Linked DNA regions of Ovis aries: region 2 is linked to region 1. A link is a contact called in public Hi-C data. All regions are on one chromosome and are shown on one strand. The core of a region is the stretch at or near the end of the contact, and the rest is flanking DNA. Distances in the headings are between cores, read along the strand shown. Region 1 overlaps STX18 (syntaxin 18). Region 2 has its middle 32 kb from the start of ZBTB49.

The links. Hi-C and Micro-C count contacts between places; a contact is called where the count stands out from the background.
Region 2: a Hi-C map of hypothalamus shows a contact between it and region 1, with 4 times the contacts expected there. The contact joins two enhancer-like sites. A contact is called at or near these places in 4 of 16 Hi-C or Micro-C datasets (hypothalamus, liver and tail adipose tissue).

What each region holds. Positions count from the first base shown.
Region 1 is chr6:105,326,686-105,332,015 of ARS-UI_Ramb_v3.0, forward strand. The region is part of intron 1 of STX18 (syntaxin 18); the gene reads left to right. Among named protein-coding and RNA genes, the nearest start is that of TRNAC-ACA, 51 kb to the left of the region's middle. Within about 2 kb of position 3,491, at least 11 of the 54 cell types and tissues checked have an H3K27ac peak or open chromatin away from gene starts, as enhancers often do. A contact at or near this core is called in hypothalamus, where this site is marked.
Region 2 is chr6:105,459,160-105,464,577 of ARS-UI_Ramb_v3.0, forward strand. No RefSeq gene overlaps it. Among named protein-coding and RNA genes, the nearest start is that of ZBTB49, 32 kb to the right of the region's middle. Within about 2 kb of position 3,677, at least 11 of the 54 cell types and tissues checked have an H3K27ac peak or open chromatin away from gene starts, as enhancers often do. A contact at or near this core is called in hypothalamus, where this site is marked.

The DNA.
Region 1 (5,330 bases), core at 2,241-4,740:
AGTGCTGCACTCAATATGCCAGCAAATTTGGAAAACTCAGCAGTGGCCTCAGGACTGAAAAAAGTCAGTTCTCATTCCAATCCCAAAGAAAGGCAATGCCAAAGATTGCTCAAACTGCCGCACAATTGCATTCATCTCACTCGCTACAAAAGTAATGCTCAAAAATCTCCAAGCCAGGCTTCAGCAATACGTGAACCGTGAACTTCCAGATGTTCAAGCTGGTTTTAGAAAAGGCAGAGGAACTAGAGATCAAATTGCCAACATCTGCTGAATCATCGAAAAAGCAAGAGAGTTCCAGAAAAACTTCTATTTCTGCTTTATTGACTATGCCAAAGCCTTTGACTGTGTGGATCACAATAAACTGTGGAAAATTCTGAAAGAGATCGGAATACCAGACCACCTGACCTGCCTCTTGAGAAACCTATATGCAGGTCAGGAAGCAACAGTTAGAACTGGACATGAAACAACAGACTGGTTCCAAATAGGAAAAGGAGTATGTCAAGGCTGTATATTGTCACCCTACTTATTTAACTTATATGCAGAGTACATCGTGAGAAACGCTGGGCTGGAAGAAACACAAGCTGGAATCAAGATTGCCAGGAGAAATATCAATAACCTCAGGTATGCAGATGACACCACCCTTATGGCAGAAAGTGAAGAGAAACTAAAAAAACCTCTTGATGAAAGTGAAAGAGAAGAGTGAAAAAGTTGGCTTAAAGCTCAACATTCAGAAAACGAAGATCATGGCATCTGGTCCCATCACTTCATGGCAAATAGATGGGGAAACAGTGGAAACAGTGTCAGACTTTGTTTTTGGGGGGCTCCAAAATCACTGCAGATGGTGACTGCAGCCATGAAATTAAAAGACGCTTACTCCTTGGAAGAAAAGTTATGACCAACCTAGATAGCATGTTGAAAAGCAGAGACATTACTTTGCCAACGAAGGTCCGTCTAGTCAAGGCTATGGTTTTTCCAGTGGTCATGTATGGATGTGAGAGTTGGACTGTGAAGAAAGCTGAGCACCGAAGAATTGATGCTTTTGAACTGTGGTGTTGGAGAAGACTCTTGAGAGTCCCTTGGACTGCAAGGAGATCCAACCAGTTCATCCTAAAGGAAATCAGTCCTGGGTGTTCATTGGACGGAATGATGCTAAAGCTGAAACTCTAGTACTTTGGCCGCCTCATGCAAAGAGTTGACTCATTGGAAAAGACTCTGATGCTGGGAGGGATTGGGGGCAGGAGGAGAAGGGGATGACAGAAGATGAGATGGCTGGATGGCATCACTGACTCTATGGACGTTGAGTCTGAGTAAACTCTGGGAGTTGGTGATGGACAGGGTGGCCTGGCTTGCTGTGATTCATGGGGTTGCAAAGAATCAAACATGACTGAGCAACTGAACTGAACTGAACAGCTTCCTTCACAGTCCAACTCTCACATCCATACCTGACCACTGGAAAAACCATAGCCTTGACTAGACAGACCTTTGTTGGCAAAGTAATGTCTCTGCTTTTGAATATCCTATCTAGGTTGGTCATAACTTTTCTTCCAAGGAGTAAGCGTCTTTTAATTTCATGGCTGCAGTCACCATCTGCAGTGATTTTGGAGCCCAAAAAAATAAAGTCTGACACTGTTTCCACTGTTTCCCCATCTATTTGCCATGACGTGATGGGACCAGGTGCCATGATCTTCGTTTTCTGAATGTTGAGCTGTAAGCCAACTTTTTCACTCTCCTCTTTCACTTTCATCAAGAGGCTTTTTTAGTTCCTCTTCACTTTCTGCCGTAAGGGTGGTGTCATCTGCATATCTGAGGTGATTGATATTTCTCCCGGCAATCTTGATTCCAGCTTGTGCTTCTTCCAGCCCAGCGTTTCTCAGGATGTACTCTGCATAGAAGTTAAATAAGCAAGGTGAAAATATACAGCCTTGACGTACTCCTTTTCCTATTTGGAACCAGTCTGTTGTTCCATGTCCAGTTCTAACTGTTGCTTGGTCTCTCCTGGTAAAAGCTTTATGTGTGATATCAGGTAATGTGAGCATGTTTTTCCCTGTCAGATGCACTGGGACCACTGGCTACTGTTTTATAATCACTCTGTGTATATGGTAGATGTGCTGTGTGGGGAAGTCCAATGTCTTCATGACTTTTGAAATGAGCCTTATTAAAATTCAGTCACTTAAGAATGAACTTGGTTTATCTTCAGAGAAAGAAAAGGATGGGCCAGATGAATGCCTGTCGTTTTAGAATGGAGTTTAAACAATTGCTTGGTTGAGTATCAGCTTTGTGGAGAAGCCAGATCCCAGCAGGCCTTGGAGGGTGGCTGTTGGCTCTGCACTGACCCGTAGCTGTTGACATTGCGTTTGACCTGAACAGGGCATCTCAGCGTTGAGTACTTTTGATCTCAAAACGTTCTGTGTGCCCTGTGATGAAAGCGGCCCTCAGAGATGCCCTGTGCTTGGATGGGACGGTAGGGCTGTCTTCATGGGTGGACTTGTAGAGGCTGAAAGCACACAGGTCCTTGGGTTGGGCATCACAGTCCCCCGTTTATTTTGAACCATTTATATGAAATGCGTTACTTCAGTGTCTTCTCATCTGTGAAGTGGGATTATAGCGAAACCTGTCCCAAGAGGTTATCAGGAGGAGCGAACAAATGCGCTGGTGGACGGACAGCGTTCGGCTGGTGCCTGCCACACAGCATGCGCGTAATGAGAGTTCTCTGTCAACTCGTGCTGCTGCTTCTGCTTTTAAAGAAGCATGTTTATTGCCCTCCCTTTGTAGTAAAGCTCAGAGAGATTAAGCAACTTGCTCAAAATTTCAGTTGGCAAAGGTTAAGAGTTTAGGGATTTTATTAAAAACACCCATTTTCCCCCAGCAAGTTTTGGAGCTACCTGAAAGAAATAAGCAGTCAGAACGTGAAAAAGCCAAACGGAGAACCAGGCTGTAGCTTTGTGGCCAGATGTGGGTGGAGCTGGAGCAGACACCCTCTGCTGCCTGGCTGCGAGCGAGCGGAGCCTGCTCCCTGCCCTCTCCAGACCCTACCCCAGCCAGTCCTCTTCTCTCGGACATGGGAGGGAGGGGTTGAGAAACAGAAGAGGAAGTTCATCCAGCTGGGGTCCCTTGAAGCCTAACGAGGCGGGCATCAGTGTCCCTTTCAGAGGAAGTAGCAGAGACTGAGCAGAGATGAGACCCAAGAAGCTCAGCCAACTCCCTGGATTTCTTACCCATTTCTCTGCTGTCTGCCCTGCTCCACCCAAACTCCACAGTCTTTTGCCAGGAGTCTGCTCCTCTGCTGATATCCTGCCCTGCACTATGGGTGGAGGTAGATGAACTTAGACAGGGGGAAGAGACCCAGCCCTGGAGGTTGCCTTCATTCCTTGTTTAAACCTTGTTTTGATGGCAGTTTGATGGTTGGTACTCAGGGTGAACAGTTACCGTGGCACCACCAGTCTCTATGACAGTCCTGGTTCCTGGCACACATCTGTGGGCCTTCCTCCCAGCATCCCGACAGTACTTAGCAATTCCAAGCCTCCTGTGTTGACAACACTGGGAATAACAGATGGGCTTGGAGGAGGAGACTTCAGTGGGGAAAACAGTCGCTTTGGATATATATGTGCATGTTCCCACTTTGAGTGACTTTTAAAATGAGTGCTCTGTGTGGAAACATTCAAAAAAATCTCTCTTGTAGAGCTTTCTGTATCCACTGTGGTTGAAAACATTTTAAAAATCAGTGTCTATAAATAACTCACATGAAACCTAGTTTATATTTCTGTGAAAAAAAAAAGCCAAAATTAAATAAGATAAGTAGTAACAGTTTATTGACCTTTTGATGATATAAATAACTTAGCCTTTGAGTCATATAGACCTGTGATCCATGCCAGTCCTGCCCCTTATTAGCCTGTTAGCTCACGTGGGCCTCAGTTTCCATGTTTATAAAATAGAAATGGGGGCAACGTCTAATTCATCCGATTGGTTATAGGGGAGCCAATGCCAGCACGAAGCAAGCATTTCACTAGCTTCCTGGCACACACAGCGGGCGCTCTGTAAGTGCCCATCACTGTGGGGTGACGTCAGATGTGCAGTGCACTGTTGAATACAGATGCATGAAGAAACAGCCTGACGTTGCTCGCTGGGTGTTTTTCTGAATTCCCAAGCGTCCCCCTTCGTGACTACTATGCTGAAAAACTGAACTTGCCACCTGCCAAGAATCTGTGCATACATTAAGAACTCCAGTCTGGTAACTTAGAATACTGGGTTCCATCCAGGCTTCACCCCATGTGTCCCTGAGCAGATTACTTACCAGCTCTCTGACTCAGTTTCCTTATCTGTTAAAACAGGTGTGATGATGTTACTCATCTCGGGATTGCTGGGAGAGTTCCATGAGCTAACGCATTTCATGCAGAGATCTTGGAATAGAGCCTGGCACATAGTAAACTCTTGGTGAAGGTTTTGGGGTTGGTAGGGTGTTTTTTTTTTTAAGTGGTATTAATAGTCTTAAGTGGAATTTTAAGCAAAAACTTGCTAAAGTCTATTTAGAAATAAACTAGCTAGAGATCTGAGGTGGGTTGGGTTGCTTGTTCAAGTATGGGTTATTACTAGTTTGGCAGCAGAAAATCTGTACTTCAGAATCACCAAACATGTTAAAAGAGAGCGAAAAATGGGAGATTTTAAAAAATAATGTTTCGTTAAGAAAGCTATCAAGTGTGTATTTAAGTAGACAGTATTTATAAGGAGTCTGCCCCTACCCCCACTCAGCTGTCAACTCATGACTGATCCTCTTTCAGGTGTTACTGTCCATCCATGTTATATTCAAGCAAATCCCAGGTATCATAAGAAATAGGGATCACATTTGTTATACTTTAAGTGAAACTTCTTGTAATCAAGTTTTCTGAGGGGCTTCTTGTTCTTGGCACTCACCCCCACACACCATTCCACCCTGGCAGACTGAACCTAGCTAAAGATGCGGGAGGGGGAACTTAAAGAGGGGAGCTTCTGTGTCTAGACTGTGCAGTGGATTCCCTTGGACATTTAAAGCTTTATTGAAAACATTATGACTCCTTTAAAAAGAAAAAAAAGGCTGTCTCATATAAGGCTTTCTGCTATGTCAGATACACTATGACTGAATGTTTGTGTCATCCCAGAATTGAAGCCCTGATAGCCAACGGGATGGTATGGAGGTGAGGCCTTCGGTGCCTAATTAGATCATGAGGGCGGGGCCCCCTTGAATGGGATCGGTGTCCTTAGAGGAAGAGATTCGAGACCACCATGTGAGGACTCGTCAAGAAGGCAGCTGTCTAAAATTAGGGTGAGAGCCCTCCCCAGGCCCCAGATATGCCGAC
Region 2 (5,418 bases), core at 2,427-4,926, 130 kb after region 1:
ACTTTTCACTTCCATGAACATTCAGTTCATAACACCTCTTAACATTATACATTATCTGTTATATTACATATATACATTATACACTACACGTTATGTTATACATTCTATGCTATATGGTATACACTTCTAGGTATGTCTGCTTCCCTGATGGCTCAGACGGTAAAGTGTCTATCCACAATGCGGGAGACCTGGGTTCAATTCCTGGGTCAGGAAGATCCCCTGGAGAAGGAAATAGCAATCCACTCTAGCACTCTTGCCTGGAAAATCCCATGGACAGAAGACCCTGACAGGCTATAGTCCATGGGGTCGAAAAGAGTCGGACACGACTGAGCGACTTCACTTTCACTTTCTATGTATGTAACATATATACTGCAGATGGTGACTGCAGCCATGAAATTAAAAGACACTCCTTGGAACAAAAGTTATGATTAACCTAGATAGCATATTCAAAAGCAAAGACATTACTTTGCCGACTAAGGTCTGTCTCGTCAAGGCTATGGTTTTTCCAGTGGTCATGTATGGATGTGAGAGTTGGACTGCGAAGAAGGCTGAGCACCGAAGAATTGATGCTTTTGAACTGTGGTGTTGGAGAAGACTCTTGAGAATCCCTTAGACTGCAAGGAGATCCAACCAGTCCATTCTGAAGGAGATCAGCCCTGGGTGTTCTTTGGAAGGAATGATGCTAAAGCTGAAACTCCAGTATTTTGGCCACATCATGCGAAGAGTTGACTCATTGGAAAAGACTTTGATGCTGGGAGGGATTGGGGGCAGGAGGAGAAGGGGATGACCGAGGATGAGATGGCTGGATGTCATCACTGACTCCATGGACGTGAATCTGAGTGAACTCCGGGAGTGGGTGATGGACAGGGAGGCCTGGCGTGCTGCGATTCATGGGGTCGCAAAGAGTCGGACACGACTGAGTGACTGAATGGAACTGAACACATATACACGTATCTCCTGCCTCTATTTTCTCTTTGTCTCAGTCTCCTTGGATATTTTAGAAATTTATTTGTGTTTCTGTAGTCTTCTTGGAGCAAGGCAAGTCTTAATAACTAATGAGGTAATGGAACCACCCTGTGCTGATTTGCAGAGGTCAGGAGGCAGGAAATGTGGCGGCACGCCCAGCAGTGTCCCCAAGGGCAGGCGTCTCCACAGTGTGCTTCTTGGAGTCCCTGGGGATCTCACGGAGCCCCCTCAGGGTCAAGGCTGGTGGGGCATAGAAGGATGAGACGCTGAGCACACAGGGTTCTGGCTCCACCCTGCATGAATCAAAGCGTTTTGGTTTCTTCGGCTCTGTGGGTTGGGCATCCACCTGCCATGTGATGGATTAAAGATCTCATGGCCAAGCCTGCTTGAAACCCTGAAGCCAAACCAGCCCCAGCAGGTCAGCAGGCGGGAAGCAGCGTCAGTGCTCAAAGCCCATAGTCCCATTTCTCTTTTCCCTACAGTTGAAGGGTCAGGCAGTCTACAGCCAAGGAACTGGAGAATCTCAGGGACCAAAAGTAAAATGACCCACCTCCTTTAGCAGTAGCACCGGTCTGCCACTGGCCTTGCTGCTGTCGTCTCTGGGAATCACAGGCAGACGAGTGGAGTGGGTACCTCAGCACTATTCTGTCTGTGGCCCCTGGGGGCAAGGGCCCAGCTCCCTCCGCTGGGTCACCCAGCACGATTCCGCGCCATGCACTCCAGCCTGTTCTGTTTCTTGCTCTATGTTATGGGCTGAATTACGACCCCTTCTCCTCCAAATCCATGTTGAAGTTCTAACCTCTAGGACTTCAGAATGTGACTGTATTTGGAGGCAGGGCTTTTATACAGGAGATTAAGGTAAAATGAGGTCATATGGGTGGGCCTTGATCCAATAGAACTGGTGTCCTTATGAGAAGAGGCATTCAGGACAGAGATAACCACAGAAGAATGACTTTGTGAGGACCCAGGGAGAAGATGGCCATCTTCAAGCCAAGGGGAGAGGCCTCAGAAGGGATCAACCAAGCCCTTGATCTCAGCCTCCCAGCCTCTAGAACTGTGAGAAAACCAATTTTTGCTGTTTGAGTGCCCAGTCTGCAGTACTGTGTTTTGGCAGCTCTGGCAAACTAATAACACTCTAGGCTTGGAAATCTACCAAATTCAGGCACGAAATAAAGAAGAGAAAATTTTGTCTATGTCTGGACCAAGCTTTACTTTCTGAAGTCTGTCAGAAATAATTTCCAAAAGAAAAAAAAAAAAAAAAGGAAAAATCATACCTCTCACAGAGAGGTGAGAATGAATACGTGTTGAAGATTTTATTTAACACGTTAATCAGGGAGGGAGCTGGGCAGATGTCCTAGCTGGTTCAACAGAGAATCCAAAGAACAGACCTATTTTCAGGTCAGGAATATTGAAATGAAATGGAGACAGGACTGGCTTTTTACATCAGGGGAGAAGCCAGCTGGGCCTCTGCTGGACAGGAGAGGGTCTGTCTATAGACAACAATTATTTTGCACTGCTGTTGGCCCCAGACTGAACCACGTTTATACTTTTGCATGATGTATGTTTAAAAGATATTATTCGGAAAATTATTCATTTTGTTTCTGTTTGCCTCTGAGAACTTCCTCCCTGATGATCAAAAACATCCATCTGCCTTGGGTGGGGATGGGGATGGGGGTGGGGTTAGGAATGTCACAGAGGAAGCGAAGAAAAAAGGCTCCAGGTCCTGTTTTGACTCTGGCATGCAGAATGAATCCTGCAGTCAGACAATAGATTCAAAAGCCAGGGTTTTGTGAGAGAGACGGGATTTTCACAATTCCTTTCTCTTCTCTGTCAGCACATCTTGGGCCAGGCCCAGGCGGCTTAGAGGGTTCTCAGGAGATGGTGAGGCCGGCTCTGGCGCTCAGAACACAGGATATTTTTTGTCCTGAAGGCACAAGGAGGAGGGCAGACAGTGTCAGCGTCCGATTCACATGTCCAGGGATCCTGCAGGTGAGCTCACTGAGGCCACCCCTTAGGAGCCAGGGGAGCCTGGTCCCCACCTCCTGATCACCTCTGGGGTCCCTTCTTCTAAGGACATGGTTCTATGGGATCAGGTCCCAGACTTACGGTCTTATTTTGGGGGGAGGGAGACACAATTTGGCCCTTAATAACCACTATCTAGTTCTAGAATCTTTTCATCATCCCAGGTGGGAATCCCAGACTCATTAGCAGTCACTCCCCATCCCGCCCTCCCCCAGGCCCTGGCAACCGCTCATCCGCTTTCTTTCTCTATGAATTCGCCTATTCTGGGCATTTCATATAAATGGAACCATGCCAGACATGTGATCTTCTGTGTCTGGCTTCCTTTACACAGCATCAGGTTTTCACAGGTCACCCCTGAGTCTGAGCTATTTTTAGAGCCCATTTGTACAGAGGAGACTGAGAACCCAGTGAACCACAACGTCTCTTAAAGCCTGAACCCTGGAGTCGGGGGACATTGTCAGCACTCAGCAAGGTTGAAAAATAAATGAGCAAACGACTCTCCTTTCTGGGACACATCCCTCCAAACTGGGGAAGAAGAATGTTAGGTCACCAACAGGCTTCCATGTGGTGTGGGGTGGGCGGCAGGGGCAGGGACTCAGGTGGGTGCAAGGGGCCCTGGCAGTCTCCGGGGGCAGCCTTAGCGTTTGAGGTTCTCCCAGCTGCAGCCTCAGCTTATTCTGAGGGGCTATACCGCCATCTGGTGGCCAGAAGCAAACCTGACATGAAACAGCCTGGGTGGCCTGTAGATTTCCTTGTAACTACATGGAAGTGAAGTGAAGTGAAGTGAAGTCACTCAGTCGTGTCCGACTCTTTGCGACCCCGTGGACTGTAGCCCACGAGGCTCCTCCGGAAGAGACAGCTTTTTATGTGGAGCACCTGCCTTCTGCCCAGAACTATGCTGGACCCTTCACAAACAGCCTCAAACTGCAGTGGGTGTGATATGAAATGGGGACTCAGAGAGGTGGGGTCAACACATTTTTTGACAAGGAATGATGCTTATGACTCACTGGAAAAGACCATGGTGCTGGGAAAGATTGAAGGCAGGAGAAGGGGACGACGGAGGATGAGATGGTTGGATGGCATCACCAACTTGATGGACATGAGTTTGAGCGAGCTCTGGGAGTTGGTGATGGGATAGGGAAGCCAGGCGTGCTACAGTCCACAGGGTTGCAAAGAGTCGGACACAACTGAATGACTGAACTGATGCTTATGACAATTTGTTTTGTGACAAGGCAAAAAGAAGAGTGTATGGTACAAACAGATCTTTAAAATGTTAATGTGTCGAAGTTATGTTGTATCTGACCACAGAGGAAACAAATCCAGGTGTAAACAGTGCTCAGCTTCCTCGGGTGTTGAAGGGGCTTAATGAGAAAATGCATGTGAGGTGCAGAGCAAAGGCTGGGGTGTTCAGCAGCTGTCAGTTGTGGTCAGGACTAGAGTCACATCTGTCATCATTATCAACATCATTGTCACCTCTGGGTGACGGAAATATATTTCCTTTTCACTTCTTGTATTTTCTGATGTTTCTGTTTCGTTCACTTAGAAAAAAGAAAAAATTAAAAAGAAGAGGGTGGGATGAGCCCCGGCAGAGGTGAGTTTTGTTTCAGGAGCAGGTTGGTCTCTGGAAACCCATCAACCTCCTGGCAGATGAGCCCTGCATTCTGGGCTGGGTCTGATCCTAGTTTTGGGGTCAGTAACTCACCCGGAACCTTGGGACGCAACCTCCTGGCTGAGTGGAACTGGGCAAGTTCCTTGACCTCCCAAGGGGGTCCCTTTCCTCATCTGTAGATGGGGAGGATCGCAGGATCTCCTTGAGGGTGTCATGGAGTTTAAAAGAGTTGACACTGGTAAAGCGTTTCCATCGTCCCTGGCACAGGACGAACATGAAGCTGCTGTTATGCCTGGGCACATCCCCTTCCCAGCTCAGGGCGTCTGTCCGATGAGGGATGCAGACTACAGCAGAGACTCTTCAGCAGAGACTCTTCATCTACTGTCCTGACATCAGCTGCCTGAGAATCACCTGGGAAACTTGATAAAATGCAGTTCCTAGGCCTTGGCCCTGACCAAGAGTCAGATTTGGTCCATTTGATTCTGATAGGAGCAAAATGATAAAGATCTGCATTGTTAACAAGACTTCCCGTTGACCTCACAGAACCCGGAGACCCGTATGGAAACAGGATATGATTCCTAAGATCCCGTCCAGCTCTAAGATGCTGGGGTGCTTCTGAAGACCTGCCCAATCTCTTGGCCTCTGCACTCCAACTTTGTAATGAAAGGCTGTTCTTGGCCCTGGAAGGATCTACAGGAGCCTAGTCATGAGCCATCTAGAGTGTTCACAGAGCAACAAAACCATGGAGACCTCATCCTGCCGTCAGGATACTGAAGTCCAGAGAAGGGAGGGCACTTGTCACACGCTGGTGATGGAGCTGA